Regions from separate parts of the Mus musculus genome. Here region 2 is linked to region 1. Evidence: chromatin contacts called from public HiCAR-type data. All regions are on one chromosome and are shown on one strand. The core of a region is the stretch at or near the end of the contact, and the rest is flanking DNA. Distances in the headings are between cores, read along the strand shown.

Region 1 (5,785 bases), core at 459-2,958:
ATAGCCCTGCCTCCCCAGAGTCTCCTGACCCCATCCCCAGCTTGAGTTAGAGATGTGAACTCTTTTGGGCTTCTTTTCCTGTGAAGGCTTCATTCCAACGAGGAAGCAAAGCAACACTTGCCTCACACTATTAGCGTGAGGAAGGACGAGACAACTTTAAGTAAACTTCCAGCCTATCTTGGATGCTCCGTGAATGAGCATTTCCGTTCAAACTCTGGCCACTTGCACAGACTCCTGACTCCTCTGCTGACAGGGATTAGGAGTTTAGACTTCTTAGAAGTCCTGACAGGATTCCAGTGAGCCCAAACCCTCCCTCCTCCCTGGGGTCCTTCCCTATAAACAGAGTCCTATAAGTCTGTGCTCTCTCTCACCTGCCACCCTACATGGAGGCCTGGGTCAGATGTGCTGAAAACACTCTGTGGCCTCTAGAACAGGGCCAAAGTCCCACAAGTGAAGTGACAAATGAATCAACTCAGCCAGGGCTTAGTCATTCTTAGGTACTTTCCACACAGACACATCGAGATGGTTACCAGAGAAAAGTCTGCCTGCCGACCTCACAGCTGCCCAGAGAAAATGTTGTTGTAACCTTTCCTTCACAGGGGAACAAGCAGCATCACTCTCCTTTCCTTCCCGTCCTTTCTGGAGCGAGATGCCCTGGCAAGGGAGCTGAAGTGCTTGTTTTTGTTTACCCTGGAGGAAGTTTCCAGATAGTTCTGAATCCAGGGCTTTGAATATGGGGCCGGCCCTTCAAGTCTTAGGCACTTAATGTCTAAGTGCATAAACAACTCCTCAGAGGCCACTGTCACTGGCCATCCAGATTCTCGGCCTTCCCAGCTAGCTCTCTGGTCAACAAGAGTATCCTTTAGGCTTTCAGATTCCAGAAAGACTGTGGAAGACTGTCCAAGCCCCTCACACTGATGTAGAGCGAGCTGGCTTCGCATACTTGTTATCCCAGAAATCAATAGGTCAAGCAGGAAGACTACCATAAGTAGTACCATACCAGCCTGGGCTACTTAGTGAGTGCTGGGTCTGCCTGGTCGACAATATGAGGTTGTTGTTTGCTTGTATGTATGTATATTTGTTTGTTTGTTTGTTTAATAAACAAAAATGTCTTCCCTTCCACCTGAGACATTAGATTGTAACTTCCTGGTCCCCTGTTCTTGCTTCTTAGTAATGGGGATTAAGAGTGCTCACCCAAAAATGGAGGGAAAGGCACATGAAGAAATGATCACAGCCTGGAACTCTCGCCCTCTGCTCCAATTCTTCAATCATTTCTGTGCAACCTTTCTCTATTTAAATTTCCTCTTTTACTTCCTATGTACTATCTCATTCTGTCTCCTCTCCTCTCCTCTCCTCTCCTCTCCTCTCCTCTCCTCTCCTCTCCTCTCCTCTCTTTTCTTCTCTGTTATCTGTATTTTTTTCTGCCTTGTTTTTAAGCCTCAGTCCAACCCCTACCCCATTCATAGCCATTTCTCTGTCTGGTATAGCTTTGGCGTGCAGCTATTGAAAGCTAGCCAGACTCTGGTTAAAAAACGTTGCAATTCTTGGCCGGTGTTTCTCTCCTTCCAAACGAGGGTGATGTTTCAGGCATAGGAAGTCCTGCCATCCATTTAGGCCCCAGGGAAGAAAAATAGCACAGCCTTTGTGTGTGGCCTTAGGTGGATGGTGAAGTGGGCCTCTGCATACTCACAGAAATAAGTCTGGTGTTTCAGAGAATTGTGAAATGTGTGCAGGCAATGTGTCATCCCAACAACAGTGAGTCAGTCTCCAGGCCCAGGCCCAAAGCTGGCTGCCTTTGCTTTCTAAATAGAAAGTGTATTCCTGGCCAGCCAGGCATTAGCAGAGGAGTGGTGGGTGAGTGAATGGACAGAGAAGCAGAGAAGACGTGCTAGTCCATACATCACAGGTTCCCAGGAAAATCAGGCTCCCCCTTTTCGGCCATCATTGGGAAGAGGGGCCCCTTAGTCTTGCAAACTTTATATGCCCCAGTACAGGGGAATGCCAGGACCAAGAAGTGGGAGTGGGTGGGTAGGGGAGCAGGGCGGGCGGGGGGGTTATAGGGGACTTTTGGGATAGCATTTGAAATGTAGATGAAGAAAATATCCAATAAAAAATTGAAAAAAAGGAAAATTTGTAAAAGAGCATTCTTTTTCCTTCTTTCCTAGTCACTTGAATCTGGTGTGTGTGTGTGTGTGTGTGTGTGTGTGTGTGTGTGTGTGTGTGAACTTTGCCCTTTGTCATTTATTTCAGCCTGAGCTTCCAGAGTGACCTTCCAAAATAAAGCCATAAAACTGCGACACAGTGGCCTAGATGACCTGAATGTGATAATCAGCCTCAATCAAATGGAGTTCAAAATCTCATCTTACCTTCCACTAACACTGTGAGAAGAGACAGAGACAGAGACAGAGACAGAGACAGAGACAGAGACAGAGACAGAGACAGAGACAGAGACAGAGACAGAGGCAGAGGCAGAGGCAGAGGCAGAGGCAGAGGCAGAGGCAGAGGCAGATAGAGACAGAGACAGAGACCAAACACAGAGAACATTCATGCATATGTATGGGTATTATTTGGGTATTACTGAGTAAATTTCCAAGCTCTCTGGAATCTTAGCATCACATTAGCTAAGAGGACCTGTCTGTCATGTATACCAGTGCTGTGTGCATGTGTGTGCATTCATGTATGTGTGCATGTCTGAGGGTACATCACTGGGTTTAAAAAACAATCTCTTTAGAGTCTCTGTCAATTCAAAACAAAACAAAAAACCCCTGCCTGCTCTTTCATGAAGTTTAAAGAAGGTAGCAACACTCACAGCAGGCGAGCATGGCATTCAGATGTCCTTATCTAACAAAAAGATGCTGTAGTTTGGAATGAATGTCCCCAGAGACCTATGTATCTGATACTTGGTCCGCATTCTGTGCTGCAACTGGGAGATCATAGGATGCTGAGGACATAGAAACTTGTGGAAGGAAAGGAGGTCATTGAAGGAGAGATTTGAGACCTGCCCATTTATGACCACAGTGATGTACTGCTATTCCAACACTATCAAATTCTGGACCAACAAGACCAGGGATTGAAACCAGGAACAAAAACAAACGTTTCCCTTTTATAAGTTGACTACTTTGGGTATTTATGTCACAGTGACAGAGAGCTGACTACCAAGAAGAGTCACAGCCTTAACTCCTCTTCATTCTCCAGCCTTCGGGTTGTTCTTTGGGTTGTCCTTCCAGAGAGTTTGAGCACTAGGCAACTTCAGCATCAGCAACAGCAGTAGCTACTACAGCAACTTTACCCCATTTGCTAGGGAAACGGAATATTAAAAGAAGACACACAGGACCCAGGGTCTTGTGTGCCAGCATCGTGGGCAGGCAGGGCTCCCTTTCATCCCTGGCAAACCAGATGCCAGAGTCATGTGGCTTCCACAACACCAGAGGAAGTGATGCAACCACCATCTAGCTTTGGGTCAGCCTGGAGAAAAGTGTTCTGTTACAGCGTGGGTGGTGCTGGCTTTCAGCTCAGCCTGCACCCTCTCCTAAGCCCACAGCAAAAGGGCAAGTAGATCCTGCCTCAGAGCAGACAATGCCCATTCGCCTTGCCCTCTGTAGCACTATCCCAGCCCTTACAGAGGGCTCAGCCAGGCCAGTCATTTCTGGCCATGGTTCACCCTTTCCCTTACCCTTGCTCCAACCCATAAGTTGTCCTCACAACAAACACCTGTTTCTTTTGGCAGGGACCCTGTAAGGTCCAGCCACACACTACTGACTTGATATGCACAAGAAGCAATATAATTGACTTCAATTATAATAACTACATCCATTAAAAAAACCTATGTAATGTTCATTCAGCAACCTAGGTAATGTGCAATTAATGACATTACCATATAAATTGTGCAGTGGGTCACTAATATGCAGATTATGTATAATGTTCAACATCTGTATTAATTATAGCACATGCCAGAAAAGTACGGCACTGAAAACTAGCAGTCCTGTCTTGGTTCTAAACCGTTTTGATTGTGCACGAACTCCTTTTTACGGGGGAGTTTTTTCTTTCATTGGAATATTTGCTTCCAGGTCTTTTATGCAAAGATGACCTTTACTGAGAAAAGAGAAGAAACTCTGAGAATCTCGTTAGAGCTGTGCTTGGGTAAACCTGAGAAGGCTCTGTTAGTTATTGCTCTGGGAACACGACCATCACCCTGAGGACGGAGTTCAGATTTCTGGGTTCTCGCCTAGACTCTGGTGATATTTTCCCTGCCAATCACAGCATGTCCACCAGGACATCCATTATCTTGGAAACAGTCATAATAAGCCTCGATGATGCTTACATTACCAAGACATTAAAGAGATGACCTCACTACAGACACCAGCATGCTTTGCAGATTCGAGACAGTCACAGAATTGAGCTGAGTTCTCAATGGGAAGGCTTCTATTCTTCCCTTTATGTGGCTCATTTGTTTGTGGGCATCAAAGGATTTCAACAACGGATGCCTTCTAAGTGGGTTTTCTTTTCTTTCTTCTTCTTTTGCCATAAATATACTGTTGGCACTATTTGGTGCCTGGAGTTGCCTCCTCCATTTTGCAGAATTTAGAAACTTGAGGGTAAGGCAAGTTAGCCAAGGTTATTCCAAAGAACAAACCTATGTCGGGAAGGAGATGATAGAAAATTGTCAGAGAGGTGTATATCCTAACTCTTACTGTTTCACCCCTGACTTCCATCTCTGTGCCCAGCCTTCACCTCCACAGGTGGGGACAAGCCAGTCTCTGAGCACACATCGCCATCATGTTCTTCTCCCATCACCTGCTGCCCATCAGGAGAGTCCTGATGGACCCACCCCGCACTGATCACCAGTCTAATCTCTAATCTACATTCAACACTCCTGGAAGCATTCAGTGGACCCCAATTTCAGACCAACCACTGTGCCAGCCAGACACATGGATAAAACCAAGCTGGCTGCTGCAGTCCCATCTTCAAGGAGCTCAGAGGCACACCTGCAGTGGAGACTCCAGCAACTTGTCCCTGGACTATGGTTGGCCCCACTTAGCAATTTGCCTGGAGTTTCTGACTCAGCCCCCTCACAGTCTCAAAGACATGCTTCCAATGTACAAAGCCGGTCTAGCGCTCATGCCTCTGCCCTTCCTGGCCCCATCACTTACAAAGTGAAATTGAGGCCCTTCTGTTTTGCACTGAAGTCCCAGGATATACTTCAGTCTCTCCAGCTTCACCTGCTTTGTCACCTGCCACATACCCTAAGGTGACTGGATTTCCTGCCCATTAATTGTCTCCAATACTACAGAGACATTTGCAGTTTCTTCCCTTAAGAAGTGGCACATACTGTCTACTCCCTGAGTATCAGTTAGCCATTAGACGGGTTTAGGTCAATGAGAATCAAGCAAAGGCTCTTTTGCTTCTGGGCTTCTGGATCACCATGTTTAGAGGCCTTATCTAGACTCCTTAGTAATGAACTGAAGAGAAAGGGATAAAAACTGAACCTCCCACATATATAGGTAACATCTTTCCAGAGAATTCAGCCACAGGTAAGCTAACATGAACCCAGTGAACCCACAAAATCCTTTATGAAAGGACCAGGGCTCAGCTGCTACTGCAAAAGGCCCTTGGCTAGGTTTAAGATTAGCCATAGTGTTGGGAAGGAAGCCTAAGTCAGACTCCTTCCCTCCTTCCTTCATTTCTATGGATTGATGCTCTCATCATTTGTCTCTGTATATATATATGCATATGCATATATGATGTATGTGTTCTCTGTGGCAGACTCTGTGATGGGCTCAAGGCA
Region 2 (5,302 bases), core at 2,053-4,552, 270 kb before region 1:
TATCACTTCATTGAAATCACCTTTGTCTTCAAAATAGACGAAAGGTCCATCTAGTGCCTAGGATCTTAATTCCTGAGGCTACAAGGACACCAAGAAGCTCTGTGGAGCTCATGGAACAGAAAATAATCACACAAGTCCCCTGCACAAAGCAGCCTCTTTGCCGCAGCCCTGTTTATCTGACTTTGGCATATCTTTCTGTTGTATACAGTGCATTTATTTAGCCTTCAGGAAAACTGGAGACACATTATCCCTCCACTTGGAAAAGGAAAATATTTCTATTCAAGTCAAGGGAAAAATAAAATTCCCAGACACATTCTGAAGTCCCTGTTTGGTGAACAGCACTATGAACATGTAGCTGGTGTAGGAGTGGAGTCACTCCAGTTATTGTCCCTCCCTCCACAAGCATTCTTCAAACCCTAGCAACCCTTAAAATTGGCTTTACTCCATCATGACATTCCCTGGTCTATCTCAATGACTCCTTATCTCTTCTCCCTTCCCCGTTTGCCTTCAAACATTCTTCAACATTCAAGCATTCTTCAAACCCTAGCAACCCTTAAAATTGGCTTTTTTCCATCATGACATTCCCTGGTCTATCTCAATGACTCCTTATCTCTTCTCCCTTCCCCGTTTGCCTGATTGTGTCCTTCCCTCTTTTCTAATAATTTTACTCTAACTGTCACTGAGAGCATCTGAGACACTGACTACAGCTACCCAATCTTCTCCAACACCCTGCCTGGGAACTCATGGGAAGCTGCTCAGCATCTGCTTGGGCAAAACTGAAAATGGAGGGAAGCACACAGGTTAGTGGTTCCATTTTCTCTCTCCAGAGAGACCTGTATTAGAGTTTTCTAGAGAAACAGAACCAACAACATGCCTATGTATAATAAAACAGAAGTTATTAGATTAGCTTATATGATAGGTACAGGGTAGTTAAACAATTACTATCTGCACAGTGTAAAGGTTGGGAGCTTAGTAGCTACTTAGTGTAGGAAGCTGGATGTAGGCATTCCAATCAGGCACTGAAGAATTGGAAAGCTATGGGTCTTTAATTTACACTCAAGGGCCAGAAAGGTTGGGTTCCAGTATCAGGCAAGGATGGTGGCAACAGCAGTGAAGATGAGCAGATGTGCTAGCCATCAAGAAGGGAATGTGGGTAGGCAAAGCAGCACTGTTTTCCTCTCTGAGATCTTTGCATCTGGGATGCTACCAGAAAGTGCTGCCCACTGTGGAGAAGGGTGTTCTTCCCTCAGCTAAGTTCCTTCCTGGAAATTTCCTCACAGACCCACCCAGTGTCATGTCTTAGTTGATTCCAGATCCATTAAGGTTGGCAAGCAACATTAACCATCACCCAACCTCTACAGACTGGTATTGTGTTTCTGCTCCCAGGGAGATGTGAGCAAATGCCCACAGTGCCCAAGGAGACCAAAGAAACAGTTCCAAGACCAGCTTAATTATCCAGTGGGTTTTCTAGGCATACCAGAATATAGGTGAGGGGGAACAGGATCTCACACCAGCTGCATCCCATATTGAGTGAGTCCACCGAAGCACAAAGATGAAGTCTTCCTTCAGTTACCCTCCAGCTTCTAGGTAGTCTAGCAAACGCACAGACATGGACAGATGGTCAGGATATATATGTAGCTGTGAGGGTAGGAGCCATTGACTATAGATTCAGATAAGAATCTAATGATTTTCTCTCGCCAATTCCTAGTATGAGAAAATGTTCATAGGCTTTCTGTTTCCAGTGTTCACTGAATAACCATAGCTAGTCTGATTTCAGGTGGTAGCATGTTATGCCTAGAGGATAATATTCCATAGCAAGAGTCCATAGTGATGATCAGCTATGTATGTCACACTATATAATGGCTTTGGTCCTTTCCTGTAACCTAGCCCTATGACTGTTATTCACAGAGGTTATATCCTCCAAAGCAAGTATGCACCTATGTACTCATCACAGGTTGTGCTTCCTAGGGGAACCTAGACCAGGTTTAAAGATATCCATGACTGTCTTTTGAACAGAGAAGCCCATCTCTACACGTTCTTTATATTGAAGACTGTTTAATGTTGTTTTCAAACAAATGGACCCACTAACAGAAGGACTGAAGTGGAAGGACAGGAAAAAGGGGGAAGGAAAAAAGAGAAGCAGGCTCTAGCCTTCTAGACAAAACCAGAAGTCCTCATCCTGGTATTCAAGGTTCCTTAAGCCCATGAAGAATACCTTTACCTTCCAATCATCTATAGATGCTTTAGAAGAAACTCAGCCTCCACACAGATATACTTTAGGTTATTATTGTTTTCTAAGCAAGACAATCCTACACTTCCTTGTCAACTCCTTTCTACACAGGCCTTTCTTGCCTGCTGTCCTCTTACTCAACTAGTGTATCCCAACAGGAATCCCTCCTTCCATGTGGTACCTCCATGAGCTCATAACCGCAGCTTCCCCCTACTTTAGTTGTTCATAACAGTATCATGTCAGCCATCACTATTATCCTCACACTAACGTTTACTGAGCTCTTGCAGAAGGCTAGGGCTCTGTTAGCTGCTTCACGTGTCCTATTTCATCAGCTTTGTAAGACTGTGCGTGGGTATGATTTCAGTGACACAGCTCCAGACAAGGACAATGAGGCTGTGGAAAGGCTCAGGAGCCCAGGATGTTAAGTGTTCATGCAGGAGTAACTCAACTGTGGAATTCTGCTTGTCTGCTAATGGGGCATTTGCATTCAATGGTTGGGTCCTACACTTCTCTGTAACTTCCATATAACAGTATTGAGGATGAATTGTAGCATAGAATAATAGGCAGAGGAAAATTCTGGCACATATAAGGAGGACATATAAGCCTGTAGGGGGAAGGGCCCATCTCAGTCTATACCTTCCCTTGTCTTCCCACCTAATAATGCCTCAGCCATTAAACCTGAGCTTGGACAATCCTTGCTGCTTTGAAAGCACCGATGTTTTCTGTTTTAGAAGAATGAGACCTTTTCTTGAGGTCTTGGTGCAATGAGTTTAGTTCTGGGTGTGCCTGTGATTGCTGTTACTGTGACTTGATAGCACTTTTTCTTTTTTCAGAGCCTCTGTGATCTCAAGGGCAGGTACTTGACAGCCTTGACTGCCTTTGGGCCAAATTCATGCTTAAAGCAGCAACATTGTCAAGGCAGGGCAGAGCAGTGGAAAGAGGCCCATTTTGGGGTGGCAGCCTAGTACTTTCCCCAGCTGGACGGGAGCCCCATGGTCCTGTGGTCAGCCTCAGAGCCTACCTTCATGTCTCAGACCTACATTTGGAACTAGCTTCTCCCAGGAGCCCAGTTCTATAAACAAAAAACAATCGGAGCAAATAAACACATTATCTCATTGCTGCTTGACTCAGATACTCCAGAGGTTTGGGGGCAGGAGGAGCCAAAGAAAGGAGAGGATGGAGTGGGAGTGGCCCAGTGCCAACAAAAGCTCAGGACAGCCTGTAATGGCATTATAACAGAATACACTAGTAGAGAAAACGACATTTTGTCTTTAGATGTCTGGAGTTAATGGGATCACCTTTGCTGGCATCTTAATCCCATTCCAGGACTTGCAGCGTTCACAGATGCCCACTGTTTCCTGGGTGCAGGTGGCTAGCAGGTGGGGAGGGACTTGTAAGGGAGGGGCTGGGAGGTGAGGAAGGAGGGGGTCTGTGATGAGTAGGTTAAGTGAATTTTTTTAAAAAAATAGTAATGTGCCTCTGCCCAGGAGAGGACCAAAAATAGAATCAAGACTTGACTCAAGGTCACCTGTCTTTAAGATCTTGGTTCCTCCTGCTTCTTCCCCACCAAGAAGACTGGAGACCCCAGAGCCCATCACCAGATTCTCTGCCCTCTCTCTTGCCAAAGTAGGCATACAAAATGACAGAATGGGGGAATAATGAAGGAAAACGGTCCCTCTGGTTTCTATCTCCTTTGCTCCCTGTTGCTGAGCTATGAGATCCCAAACTTGAAAGGTAGGGAGACTGCATCAAGGTGAGACTCCATTATAACAATAATGTTTTGTGTGCTCAACAAAGCTTCTACGTCTCTCTGGACCTCAGTGTCTCAGATTATGAGTGACTGAATTACAGCAGCTTTCTCAAGCGATTGACTTAGCTGTAGTTTCCTGTCGAGCCTTTGGTACCTCACATTTTAGATATGTCTGTCTTCAACCTTTCTGCCTCTACAGATGTTCTACAGATAACGACTTCATCAATACAGTGCATCCATTGAGTATCTGCAAAGTTTAACACAGAGCAAGGGGAGGCACGGCTAGTCATCCAGGGCTGCCCGTCAGAGTGGACTCTCTCATCTTGCTTTTCCAGAGATGCAGAGTTGCCACGGAGAACTGTGCTCCATTCTCCTCTTTTTCTCATGTGTTTCAAGACTTGGCTCTCTGCTGCGATTCATTTTTCCAGACGTGATTCAGAGACGTTTCATTACAACTTGACATTTTCCACCCAGACTGAGAGTCCTGCATGAGGCCTATCCTGAGGCTCTCTTGCTGTTTATTTAATAGCTAATTAGGGCTGATAGAACAAGTGTAGCCTCAAGGTCTCTGCCAAGACCAGCAGCATCCAATTACCTACTGGAGTAGGAGGTGGTGGGATAGAGTCCAACGTTTCCAGAGCCTGGTGCCACAAGACTACATTGGAGGGAGGTTGGAGAGAGGAGAGAAAGTTAAGAGATGGGGTATCAAGTGGTTAGAGAACCTTCTAAGGAAGAAGTTTATCAGACTAAGAAGAGAATTCAGATTGAATAAATCCTCCTCTTCTCCCTTTGTTTTGCTGTGGTCCTGTATCTCACCCTTAACTCCAAATTAAAACACATCTGATCTTCTGAGGGGAGTGTCTTGTGGGTCAAGCCAGGTGAATGGAAGAACTCTTTTGTCCAGGAGAATTTGATGTAGTCATTCTGTTTGCATTTGTTAAATGAGCATCCTCACTACTAAGAACGTCCGGGATCTAAGAAAGTGTTGGAGAAGTTTAGAAAGCAGATAGGAGAAGAAACAATATTTTATGGAGTCTCAGGATGATGCTCAGGAGGCATCCACCTCTGACAGGGCCTGGAAAGTTCCCTAGTAGAAAATGCATTGAGATGGAACTTTCTAGATAGCTCCACAGAGGAATGCTGTGGAGAGTGAGTGACTCATTGCATGTCCTGGCCTTGCCACTTCATTTGTCTCCTGAAAATTGGCAATGTGTACAAAAGCAAGGAGACATGATGTAAGCCAGCTGGATCCCAGGCAGCACCCAGCTGCAGGTTCAGGTGAGCAAGCATGAATACACTGTAATCTGGATAAGACAAGCATC

What was found. HiCAR-type assays count read pairs that join an accessible place to other places.
Region 2: a HiCAR-type map of fibro-adipogenic progenitors shows a contact between it and region 1, with 2.4 times the contacts expected there. The contact joins two enhancer-like sites. A contact is called at or near these places in 1 of 484 Hi-C or Micro-C datasets (the HL-1 cell line) and 1 of 115 datasets of contacts at active chromatin or transcription factors (fibro-adipogenic progenitors).

What each region holds. Positions count from the first base shown.
Region 1 is chr4:55,728,149-55,733,933 of GRCm38.p6, reverse strand. No RefSeq gene overlaps it. Among named protein-coding and RNA genes, the nearest start is that of Gm12511, 160 kb to the right of the region's middle. Within about 2 kb of position 1,708, at least 131 of the 459 cell types and tissues checked have an H3K27ac peak or open chromatin away from gene starts, as enhancers often do. A contact at or near this core is called in fibro-adipogenic progenitors, where this site is marked.
Region 2 is chr4:56,003,626-56,008,927 of GRCm38.p6, reverse strand. No RefSeq gene overlaps it. Among named protein-coding and RNA genes, the nearest start is that of Gm12519, 5.5 kb to the right of the region's middle. Within about 2 kb of position 3,302, at least 8 of the 459 cell types and tissues checked have an H3K27ac peak or open chromatin away from gene starts, as enhancers often do. A contact at or near this core is called in fibro-adipogenic progenitors, where this site is marked.